Linked DNA regions of Mus musculus: region 2 is linked to region 1. A link is a contact called in public Hi-C data. All regions are on one chromosome and are shown on one strand. The core of a region is the stretch at or near the end of the contact, and the rest is flanking DNA. Distances in the headings are between cores, read along the strand shown. Region 1 overlaps Gm13481 (predicted gene 13481). Region 2 has its middle 16 kb from the start of Gm13481.

Region 1 (6,665 bases), core at 3,752-6,251:
TACAGGTAAACAAGGACAGTTTTCCTTAATATCTTTTTGAGAACTTCCTTGACAACTATTTCATTGAATCTCTATTTAGTAGGAAAAAGCAGATTTATAAAAAAATAATAAAAATATGGTATAAAAACTGAATATTCTAAAAATTCAATAAGCTGATGAAAAATGAATTGATATTGGGCAGTAGAGAAAAAGTTTCTTAAAAGACAAGACATACAAATACCAATGGTAGTGATTATGGAATGAAAATGAATGATCCCCACCTTCAAATTATTCTCTGAAACTAATTCAGTCAAGATTAATAACAACAATACTCAACAAGCAAACAAAATTAAAATTGAGGCCTAGGAATATTATAATAAAATTGTACAAACATGTAAATTTGAAAAATAGTTAACAGTGCCCAACAGAAGAGAAACACCAGTGAATTCTCTGAACTGAAACATAGGGAAGATTCAAGATAGTCCTGAGATTAGTCAAGCTTTCCAGAAACAGCAAAGTAGAGTTCTGGTTGTTCTTTGAAAGCACAGCCTCATTTTGTGTGAGTGCTCCAAAATTTGTAGACCCTACGCAACGTTCTCAGTGAACCCTCACAACAATCTCACAAGGAAATGAAAGATTTTAAAAATATGAAGAGGCTTCCATATCTGATCAAATATGTCCACCAGCTTAGATGAAAACAAATTTCATTTCTTTAAAAAACAAGTTCTGTATACTGTGATCTCCTGTGCAATGCCCTTCAATCTTTAAAAGAGCACTGCTTTTTAATAAGCTCTAGTCTAAGGTAATATATATATATATATATATATATATATATATATATATATATATATATACACTTCCAGGAATTGATCAATTTACTTCGGGAGCAACAGAATAGAAGCCAAAGGTCACAAACTGTCGGTTTCATTTATTTTCTAGACTTAAAATCTATTAATTAAGATTTTTTTCTCTCAAAGAACTTCAGGAAAAAATTATTTCTACTTTTAGAGTTTTAAAACGTCTTTTAGTAAATTATCTCTAGTTCTACTGAGAGAACAACATGTGTTTCAGAGCTGTAATTATGTATAATTTTTTTTCAATTTCCACGTTTTACAGAGCATTGGGCTCTGAGTATCTACCATACTATAATACAAATGATTAATTAATAAGTGGCTTTACACTACATAAGATCCACTTTGTCTCTTTGGCATGGGGGTAGATAGACTTTTATTAGGGATTTACCAGCAGTTTCAAGCTACTGTCTTGAATCTAATCAAGTTTAATCTTTGATTTTTATAGTTTCCAAATTTTCATTGGGATCCCGCCATGCTCATTCTATCATATATTTTCCATGGCTGCTCTCAAGATACAATGGCTAATTGGAATAGACCATATTGCCTAAAGCCTTTATAGCAAAAGTTTGTCAAGGTATCATGTAAAAGATCATGATTCAGGAATGTATCTTAAACTTTTGTTGTTTATTAATAAATCCAGAAGGGACCTAATGATGATTTCATGGCTAATCCTCTGACAACCGATGTCAAGTGTTGAGAAACACATGCATGAAGATGTTGGAGCTTGGTTTGAGTTTTGATTTGTCTCTGTCCTACCTGTCACCTGAGACAAATTATTCATCTTTGCTTCACTTTCTCACTGATGACACCCCTACAATCTCCCTCATATTTGGGGAAGTATTAATTTTCAGTAACATCTAAAGTCGGTCCTATGGTTATTACAATTAATGTAGAGTACCTTAAGCACCAGAAATGAAAAAAAGGAACAATTTAAAAAATTAACACAAGTTTTTAGGAGTGCTTATACTCCCCGTAAGGTTTTCTCATTATCTAGTTCATGTGACCTCCCTGTATTGTACTATCTATAAGGAATAGACAAGAAGTGGAGGATGGCCCTGTGGTCCATCCAATAGTTGACTGTAAGCATCCACTTCTGTGTTTGCTAAGCCCCGGCCTAGTCTCACAAGAGACAGCTATATCACGGTCCTTGCAACAAACGCTTGCTAATGTATGCAATGGTGTCATCGTTTGGAGGCTAATTATGGGATGGATCCCTGGATATAGCAGTCTCTAGATGGTCCATCCTTTTGTCTCAACTCCAAACTTTGTCTCTGTAACTCCTTCCATGGGTGATTGTTTCCAATTCTAAGAAGGGACAAAGTGTCCACACTTTGGTCTTCGTTCTTCTTCAGTTTCATGTGTTTTGCAAATTGTACCTTATATCTTGATATACTAAGTTTCTGGGCTGATATCCACTTATCAGTGAGTACATATCATTTGAGTTCTTTTGTGATTGTGTTACCTCACTGGAAAGAGATGCCTATTGGACAGGCAAACTTTATATGCCCCAGTACAGGGGAACGCCAGGGCCAAAAAAAATGGGAATGGGTGGGTAGGGGAGTCGGGGGGCAGGGTGTGGGGGACTTTTGGGATAGCATTGGAAATGTAATTGAGGAAAATACGTAAAAAAAAAATCATTGGGATATAGAATATGCTTGGTTTAGGTGACAGAAAAAAAAAAAAAAAAAAGAAGTGGAGGATGGGAAATGAATGCGACGGTGAAGAAGGATAAGTTCTGATTCAATTCGGCCTCTGGGGTTCTAAGTCTAGTATTATATCATACTACAGGTGCTGTTTAGCAGAGGAAGGCAAATGAGCAAGATAATTGTTTGATTTCTGGCCTGGGTGAGATTTGGAATTCTAAAGAGCAATTGCCTTAGAGCAGAAAATTATGGTTGATTTGTCATTTAAAGGCACAGGGATCTACTGATGTTTTCAAGAAAGAAGGAAAGACAGAGAGCCCAGAGATTTTGAAAGAATGCTTCTCCTGGATTGCAAGCCCAGTTAATTTCACATGTGTTGTCATTTCCATTTGCTGTTGTGCTTGCTCATTCATGTTTCAATGGCTGAGTGGCCTTGGACCTTTAAAGGAGGATTAATGTCAGCATGCACTTTCTAGGCCCACACAGTGGTTCTCTTATAGCTACTTTTGGGGCTGAAACCTAGGTCTTGGGTTTTATTCTAAAGATTTATTTATGTTTTTTATGTATGTGAGTACATTTTTGCTGCCTTCAGACACATCAGAAGAGGGCACTGAATTCCATTATAGATGGTTGTGAGCCACCACATGCTTGATGGGAATTAAACTCAGGGTCTCTGGAAGATCAGTCAGTGTTCTTAACCGCTGAGCCTTATCACCAGCTCCTAGGCCTTCGATTTTATAAGAACCTATATGAAACTTTTGGTTTCAGTCTCAAACATGAGATTGAGGAATAGTAGGCATGTCTTAAACTCCTTTCTTGATTATACCAAAAGTCTTCTAATAAATTAATTACTAATATTACTTATTTGTTTACTGATTTATTTTGAGACTTACTGGAGAGACTTGAGGTGCCTGCAGGGATACCCAGTACAGGAGAATTTAAGCAATTATGGCTGGTCTTGGTGGTCCATATCTGTAGTTCCAGCTACTGTAGAGGCTAAAATGAGGGGAATCAATTGAGTGTCCAAGTTTGAGTAAATACAAAACAATTCTTAAAGTTTAGTAAACATCTGTCTTAGGTGCTGGCCCAGTCTTTCAGAGGGCAGCTATACCAGCACCTGACTAAGACAAATGCAGATACTCACAGCCAACCATTGGACTGAGCCTGGAGACTACAATGGAAGAGTTAACAGAAGGACTGAAGGAGCTCAAGGGGATTGCAACCACATAGGAAGAACTACAGTACGAACTAACTGGACCCCTCAGAGCTCCCGCAGACTAAACCAAGACCGATATATGGTCTTGTCTATGGATCCTGATATATATGTAGCAGAGGACTGCCTTATCTGGCATCAATGGGAGGGGAAGCACTAGGTCCTGTGGAGGATTGATGCCCCAGAGAAGGGAGATGCTATAGGGGTGAAGCAAGAGTGAGTGGATGGGTAGGGGAGTACCCTTATAGAGGGAATGGAGAGGTGGATGTAAGGGGAGGGGGTGTAAAGGAAAGACTGGAAAGGGGGACAAAATTTGAATGTAAACAAAATAATTAATAAAAAATATAGTAAACAAGACTAAGCTAGATAGATAATAGACTTCTTGAATATTATATACTCAAAGAATGGACAACTGGTAGAAAATCTTCTGGTTATTTCACTTAGGTTTTATAAAGTTCTTAATCTATAAAGCAGAACACGGTCAAATAGAGATGTATATTTTACACTAGGCTCTAAGGCAAACTAGGTGAGTGACTATTCATAAGTTTATTTTCTGTAAAATAAGGCCAGTATGATCAAATTCTCTGAGTTGCAACAAGTGAAAGTATTATAATAAAGACTGACGTGTCCTCTGAATACACTCTACAGAGAAGAGGCTCTTCTTATTATGACAACTCATTATATTTTTTATGCTTTTCAAAGCTCTCTCATTTTGATCCCCTTTTGGGTCTCTCATACCTATGGCAATGATTCCAAATATGAACTAAGAATAAAATTACCAAAATGCACTATTCGATCACTCTTGCATCTCAGTTGCTTAAAAGGGTCAAAAAATAGTATAACCATGTGTTTTTGAACCCACATAGTTCTTTAAATAAAAGGGAAAATCCTAATAGAATCCTATGGTATTGACATAGTAGGGAATTACAGTAATTATGCAAATTAAAATAAGTCAACAAGATTCAGAACACAATACACGATAAGTAATGTTTTTTAAAATAACAGTCACTGAGCCTGGTCATTTGCACTTAATAATAGGATCAGGAGGGAGCCTAGTGTCTGAGGAGAACAGCTGTGGTAATAGATGTATTATAGCTTTGATAGGTTCACTCGAATAGTTTTATTTTTTTGTTTGCTTTAGATTATAGAATGCTCCCATAGCGCCATGCTATTGAAATTCCCATCATTCCCAGGGCTTTAATTAAATGATTGGATTTGACAGAACTTGAATCGAGGAGGCCCAGCACTATGTCAGTTTATGCCAGGATGATAGTATCAGAGCCCTGGCAAGTACATGCTTGGTTTTAATTTATGTCTCATTGTGACGCATAAGAAACATATGCCTCTGTGTGATTTGTACTGGATAGGCCATATCACAGTGATACTGTCCTCATAAAACCCACAAGATGGATGATATATTTCTTGGTTTAAGGATAAATTTGGACGTAAAAATGCAAGGTTGACTGAGGTTGTAGCCACTTTAATTCTGTTCTGTAAAGAAATTAGACATCACTCACAGCAGTTTAACACCCTCGCTTATCCACAATCTTTCTATCTATCCCATAGATACCTTGTTGAATAACAGGAGTCAGTATTTTATTCTACCCGATGTAGGAGATGTTGGAACAGTAATCTATGAAATGGAAACACTGATTATAAGCAGGTTTGTGGTTTTTCTGTCTCTAGTTAAAGCATCTTTGCATGTGGATCAGTATCTACATCCTGGATAACAAAAACACACCCATTTCATTATGAGTAACTGAGCTTGCTAAATTTTAAACCAAAACTAGTACTGAAGCTTGGGTGTATAGATAGAAGATGTGTGACTTAACAGTTCTTATTCATAGCTCAGGCATGACAGAAGCAAGTCTCATTTCTGTCTTGTTTGTTACTATTTTGCGTGCAGACCTAGGACTTTGATGTGAGTTTCATGATTGATAGAGAAGAAAATGCATAATAAACTTGAAAATATTGGACTAATAAAAAAGCATTCTTTTAGTAAAAGAGAAAAATAGGAAAATAGAGACAATTTCATGTCTGGTTGGGTTAAGCGCCCTCTAAAGCAGACAGAGAGATTTGTCTATAGCAGCACCCATGAAGTCTTACTGTATATTTTTACAATGTTTATTTATGCAGGGGTAAGTGTTGTAATGATACTTAACTGTTTTAGTCCAAATTGTGATACAGGGAAGGTAGATCCTCTCAGATTATTTTTCTTACAATGTGCCTTCCATCTTTTCTCCTTTGTGCCTATCTTGAATCTGGTCTTGTAATTCCCTCCATAGTAAGATTCAGATACATATTTTTCTACTATGCCTCTCTTCCTTTAAAAGCCTGATCTTTGTTATCTTTAGTGACTGCCAATCTTCATCTAGAAACATTGATATATTAGCAGAGATAGTTTCCTGAATATATTTCCTATAGTTGGATCTGAAATAACAGGTATATGTGAATCAAACATTCTGAGGCAGGCATCCTTTTACCACATTATTCAAATCACATCACAAGAGATAATAAGATGCCACAGAAAACTGGAGACAGGAGTTACAAACTTTGTTTTATGAACTTGCACTTAAGTTGCATTCTTTTAAACTGTGATGACTGCTCAGATTAAAAGCTTGTCAAAAAAGATCCCAAAATGCATGGTGTATTATCTTATTGTTGAGTAAGCCTCCCATGGAGAATGATGGAAAAGTTGGACAAAATATAAGAACATTTGTGCAAAGAATTTGGAGAGCACCTGAGGCAACTTAGGAGCCATGTTATTTTTGGATGCCTAATTAGACAGGCAAATAGATGATAAGTAGAAATAAATAAAGGTAGATAGATGGATACATAGATAATTTCTAATGCTAGGGTTGAACTCAGTGACTGGCACTTTGCTAAGCCAGTGCTCTGTACAGATCTTTCCTCCTAGTTTCTGGCCTGATATTTTGTGAGCTGATTTTTTTTTCTTGGAAGATATTCACTAGTTCT
Region 2 (6,247 bases), core at 2,015-4,514, 220 kb before region 1:
TGCTACTCTCGTGCCTATCAGTCACAGTTCAGAGGACAGGAGGGATCACTGACCATGCTTGTTACCAAGTCTTTGTGCTTAATACTCTATTCTACATGGAATTTTTAAAAAAAGTCTTGGGGAACATCTGTGACTCCAAGCTCATACACATTTTTACAAATACCTGGGTGCAACCTTTCCATGCCGATCATTAGAAGAAGAGTGTAATTTTTAAAAATAAAATCCAAGATAGGGTTTGTAGACATTAGAGAGTCTTACTAGGTGCAAGCTTAAACAAAATACATACTTAGGTTTAGTGGTCAATCAAAAGGGCCCATGAGTTGAGGTAGGAGTGTCTTCAGAAAAGTCACATTTCCTTCCCGCTAGATCTCAAAGGGCAGGGAAGTAGGTACTCTTATTTATTTTTTTTTTTAAAGTTTTTTAGCTATGAGCATATATTGTCTTATAATTAGAAAAGAGAAAAATAAAAACCTCCAATTTGCTCATATGCATATCCTCATTAGTGTGTTCATGTGTGTGGCCAAAACTAGACCATGTGTTCATGGATATGCAAATTATAGTGACTTTACCCAATTTACCCATAAAGAAAGGCTACCCAGGCTGCTTACTTGGTATTTATAAGTCTCTTCTAGGATTTTCTTCAACTTGGTTGGTTTTGTCAAGCCTTAGTGCACAGATAAACACCGTTCATCTACTACTAGACCACTGCCTTTTCCTGGGTGACAACCTTGAACTGAATGTCCATCAGGAAAAGGAGTTTATTGGAAGTTTGTTAAAACCATGGAACTATGAAGGCAACAGCGTTGTAGATGTTAGCTTGTAGCAGAGTCCACAAAGTCTTGTCACCAAAACCTGTAGCCCCAGGGCTAACTCAGACTCTCCATCCCAATACTGTGTGCCCACTCTGCTACCCAAGGTTCTGGGATTCTGAGAGCTGTTAACCCTCAGAGTTCACATATGCAGGTTTCTTAAGTCATTGCTATACTATAGCTCCCATCCTGTGGCTCCGTTTCTGGTCTGTATGGATCCTTCCCAGGACAACTGACAAAGACAATAAATACCCTTAGAGAGAAAAAATCCTAAATCCCTGCCCTGAAAGGCGTGTGGCTGGGTTCCAATGTTAACAGAAAAAGTGTAAGTTATCTAAAAAAAAAAAAAAAAAAATCAATATTTTTCTGAGCTTTTCAGTTATCAGTTCCACATAGCAGACTTCAGTGACCCAGTTCAGGCTCCTCTGAAATTATCATTCCATTTTTTTTCTCTTCTCCAGCCTGAAATCAAGGTCCAGCCTGTGTAGTTGCCCTTCATTACCCTCCACTTGTAAATAGCATAAGTAAAATGAAATGCATACATACACATGCATTTGTCTACATGAACACATACACACAGGGCCAGGCCAGGTATGTACATATATTCACACATCTTTGTGGAAGAAAAAGCAACAGGGTCCTTGTCATAGTGGACAATAAGGAAAATTATCTCACTGAAAAAACAAGTGTGTAGAAACTTGCTAAACCCCGTACTCCGTGAACTTCTGTTGGTTTATATTACCATACAAAACATTTATTTTCTCATTGAAAGCACCGGAATTCAGTTTACTTCATCATTTTCTCTAAGAACAATAATGGGTGGAGACTTCCTTTGCATCTGGGTCATTGATGAGTTCCGCTTGAACCAATTTCCTCCAACCAGAAGAACAATCTATTCAGCTGTGTACTTCTCTTGACAGGAAAAAATGTGTTAGGTTTTGACATTGTAGTTTTCTAGAAGAGGGGAAGGGGAAGTTTTAATTTAGAAGAGACTGGGTCTCCTGAAGTCTGGGCTGGCTTTGAACTCCCTATCCTCCTGCCTCTGCCTAAGTGCTGAGATTACAAATAAGCACCACCGTGACCCAATAGAGTCCATACTTCATACATCATGTTCTGTGGGGCTTATTTTCTGCGGCAAGTATTTGTAGAAACAGATGCAGCAGTGACAAATAGTAGCTTTTTTCACCTCTTTGTTCTTCTTTGGAATTATTAGTGCCTTGGACTCTCTACCTTTGAGGTTGTAAGTTAGTGCAGAGACTGGCCTAGACTCCCGGTTCAGGGTCTTAACAGCAGCAGAAGGCAGAGGAGAAAAAGCAGTGTTCTTCATGCAAGGCCGTATTCTCACAAGCCCTTGATGTCAGATTGTGCACTCTAAAGCGCTGGATATACCTTGGTGGTTCTCAAAGCTCTTCAGGGCTTCTGTGGTCCAAGAGATGGATGGGAAAGCTAAAAGACTAAAAGGACAAGTTTTATATATATAGGTGATTCTTTTAGGCAAGATGGAATTTGGCTAGATGGAAATGATCTTCAAGCGTTTATGAGTGAAAGGGTGTAGAGATATAACTGGAAAGATCTCACTTTGTGTTGCCCCAAAGTGACATCAATAGAATATTAACAACCCGACTGAAATGGTAATTTTTTGTATTCTACCCATAGTCCTTAGCCATAGCCAAGTGAGTGTTTCCTTTTTGATATCCACCTCAAGTTCTTCCCACTCTCCTAGTCCTCACACACCATTTTGTTAATTATTTATCTTTAAAACTACTGCTGCTTGCCCTAACTAGGATGGCCACCTCAGTAAATATAACATACAACTGTCTCCACCACTAACAGATTTCTCTTCCTTCTCCTCAGCCCCATCCCCCTCATCTAAGAGTGACAGGCTCTTTAAGAACCTCTCCCCCACCACACTTTCTTCTAGAGAACTCTGTTTTTGAATGTCTGTTTGGGTGTCGTAGCTATACATTTTCACATTTACTTTTATGGTAAATTTTCCTCCCTTGAATACCTATGCCCCACTGAATGGGTTATAGTTATTTGTCATCTTCAGTATTAGTTTCTGTTTTACATTCATTCATGTATTCAGTAAGTATTTACTGAATGTCTGTTCTAGTCCAGACATTGTGCTTGGCACTGGTAGCAGGAAGAAGAGCAAGGCCAGGGGGCTGAGCTCAAGCAGAGAAAGATTGCTTGTAAGATGCTCTGGTTTGGTATGTGCCTAGAGACAGATAAAAAGTGAGGACTTATAGGAATTTTAGAGAGGAGGGGACCCCTAACTTCAGCAGAAAAGCTTCACATGGGACTGGGATGGATCTTGCAAGAGGCGTTGAAGAGGAAGACTGTTCTAGGAAGAGAGATCAAGACATGCTGAGGCAGAGGTATGACGTGGCCTGGTGTCTTTGGTGACTGATGAGCTGATAAATGGTGCTTAAGAAACGCTGTGTGGATGTGGTTTGACAGTGGGGAAAAAGAGATGAAGGTGATAATCTGGGACCAGCTTGCCACAGGCCTCATCTGCTGTGTGAGGTGGAGATGTTTGTGCATTTTGTTTTCAGAGTACAGTAATTCACAAGAAAAGAACAGACAGACTCAGAGTTATTTGATAGAAGTAGATTTCTGGTACAGAGATGGGCAAACAAGTCCCAATCTTAATTTTAAAAAAAAAAAATGAGGTTGGACTCCTGGATTTTGGAAAACAAAACAGGAAAAGCTAGGAGCTGTTGTAGATGGGATAACACAACCAAATAGATGACAGTGCTAAGAGACATGCAATAGAGAAGGATAAAGGAAGACCTTAGCTGAGAAAAGACCTTTGCTATAGGTGGGAGGCTAGGGGCTATCTGGTATTCAAGCTATGGTATTCAAGTAAAGGATAAATAAGTTGACAGTGTTCCCACAAGAACCACGTACTAACAAAACACCTAGTATCAGGCAACATAAACTTCCTTTTGGAGAGTTGGCCAGGGTAGTCTAACTGAATTCCAAAACAAAACAGAATATGGACAGTAACTCTTTGTTGTCTCTCAGGAGTTGGACCCCCATTGCTGAAGACACCAATCATTTAATGTATAAGACTTGATGATTCAAGGTGGCTCTGAGTTGAAAGCCTCTTCTCTGTGTTCTAGCTTCTATGAAATACGATCAAGGCTTCCAAGAGAGGGAAGCAATAAAGAGGCCTGCTGAACTGTAACACCTATGAACCTTAACAATGACCAGCATGGCAAGATACCCACGAAGGCACACTGATTGGCACACAAATGTCAGTCACCAGCTGTCTAATTGAACTTCAAGGCCACTCAACAAGAGAGATGTCACTCATGATACTGAAAAACTAACTAGCTTTCCTGGGATAGGAAGCTAATGGACATTAGCAAAATAGCTGCTACTATCACTTGCTAGAGCAGCATATTCTGTCCTATATTGTAAATCTTATCCTTATACCCATAGGTAAATGTAGCTACTACCCCCCATCAGATAAGCCTCTCCATACAGCAAACTATCACAGCAAACTATAACTGGACACAATGTAGAAATCAACAGATCATGGGATCCTAGCCCCAGTGGATACATCTGCACCACAGCTTCTGTATTTATGGTTTGGGGAACATCAGGGAAAAGGAGGCTGGAAGATTTTAAGAGTCAGATTACCAGGTTGTCTTCTGTGAAACAGTCTCTTGTAGAAATGGCTAAATAAACAAGACCAGAACAATGGGAACATCAATAGACATATTAATGAGAAAGGGGAAATTTTCGCTGGGTCCCAACTTTAGACAAAGAACTGCAAGAACTAATATCACACAGCTGGAGGAAGGCATACTAGCTTCTCCCAGGGAAGATCTTTATTGGTTTTCTAATGCAAAGAGCCTTGCTCTGAAACCATATACACACAAGCAACAATAGCCTCAGCTGGCTGTATTATTAGATTTGTATCTAACAATAATAATGATAAGCGACAAAGGGCTATCAAATTGTGATTAGAGAGGGGGAGCTTGTGAGGGATTAAAGGGAGAATACTTGGGAGGGAAATGATGTCATCATGTTTCAATTAAGAATATTTAGGAAAAAATTCCTTTAGGGAGGGTATAGAGCTTGAAGGGGAGGAGGGGGAGGAAGGAACAGGTGAAGGGACAGGCGAGTAAGAGGTTGCTGGCAGCAAGATCTCTCAGGAAACAAGAGGCCATAGAGTCTAGCAATAAGGTAAAGGTTCTCTTTGACTAGATTGGGGGAAAGGTAAGACTCCAATGACTGAAAGTAGTAAGCCTAGTTCTTTTTCTCTTAAATCTGTTATCATTGGTTGTTCATGTGGCATTGACTTGCAGATAATAAATATCTTAATTTAGAATAGTTTACATTTGGATGTGTAAAACTCACGTGTTTCTTGTTACTTCAATATGGTTTCTATTTCCTTATAGGAATAATGTTAGGATCTTTCTTTCTCTCTCTCTTTCTCTTTCTTTCTTTCTTTCTTTCTTTCTTTCTTTCTTTCTTTCTTTCTGTCTGTCTGTCTGTCTGTCTGTCTGTCTTTCTTTTTCTTTCTTTCTTTCTTTCTTTCTTTCTTTCTCTCTCTCTCTCTCTTTCTCTCTCTCTCTCTCTTTCTTTCTTTCTTTCTTTCTTTCTTTTGTTGTTGCTGTAACCACATTTTTCATAGGTAGAAGTTTTACATTGTGAAAATTTAAAATCCTAGGGGATGAGCTATAGACACTGGCTGCTTAAGATGTAGTTGGGCAAGAAGCAACAGTAGCTCCCATGGAACTGGTTGGAAATGCAGTTGTGGGCTTCATGGTAGACCTGCAGTTCAGAGTCAGTTCAATGGCAACCCCTCGAGATCTGGGTGCATATCACAGTTTGAGAAGCGCTGGGCAACAGACCCCCTTTAGAAACCTCTCCTGCTCCAAATTCTGTTTTTCTACCACCTTTGCTGCTTCACTGGGACAGCACCATGACTGCTGCAATTATTTCCTACTTTCAGGAGCTGTGGCCCCTTGACAAAGTCTGATAAATTTGAGTTTTAAAAGAGGTAGGTTAGTTTGTATTGACTCTCCTAAGATTCTTCATTTTAATATTAAAACCAAAGGATTATTAATATATGTATATTGGGCTGGGGATATATTTACCCAACATATGCAGAACCCTGGGTTTGGTCCTTACCACTGGGGGAAATAGATATAATGGAATCCTCCTAGTATAGCATATAAAAGAAATTAAAGCTGACATTACTAAAGTACTTTTAGTTTACTGTTCAGGCTCTCTCAATGATTTATATTTCATATAACTTAGAAGTTCTCAGCTGTGTGCCTACCTGTTAATAAAACAGCATTATTGTTCATTGCTGTTGTCTTGCTCCCTGAAATGTAGTTTGTAAGATCATCAATCCTTTATGATATGTAGAGCATATGAAAGGCAGGGAGAAGGACATGTTGCTCCCTGAAGAGCTGTCA

The links. A called contact is a pair of places that touch in the nucleus more often than the background predicts.
Region 2: a Hi-C map of Th2 cells shows a contact between it and region 1, with 2.1 times the contacts expected there. The contact joins two enhancer-like sites. A contact is called at or near these places in 4 of 484 Hi-C or Micro-C datasets (Th1 cells, Th2 cells and group 2 innate lymphoid cells).

The regions. Positions count from the first base shown.
Region 1 is chr2:48,248,482-48,255,146 of GRCm38.p6, reverse strand. It overlaps Gm13481 (predicted gene 13481), which reads left to right. Exons shown (of 6, transcript NR_166463.1): 3 at 5,256-5,352. Among named protein-coding and RNA genes, the nearest start is that of Gm25338, 130 kb to the left of the region's middle. Within about 2 kb of position 5,001, at least 3 of the 459 cell types and tissues checked have an H3K27ac peak or open chromatin away from gene starts, as enhancers often do. A contact at or near this core is called in Th2 cells, where this site is marked.
Region 2 is chr2:48,470,253-48,476,499 of GRCm38.p6, reverse strand. No RefSeq gene overlaps it. Among named protein-coding and RNA genes, the nearest start is that of Gm13481, 16 kb to the right of the region's middle. Within about 2 kb of position 3,264, at least 31 of the 459 cell types and tissues checked have an H3K27ac peak or open chromatin away from gene starts, as enhancers often do. A contact at or near this core is called in Th2 cells, where this site is marked.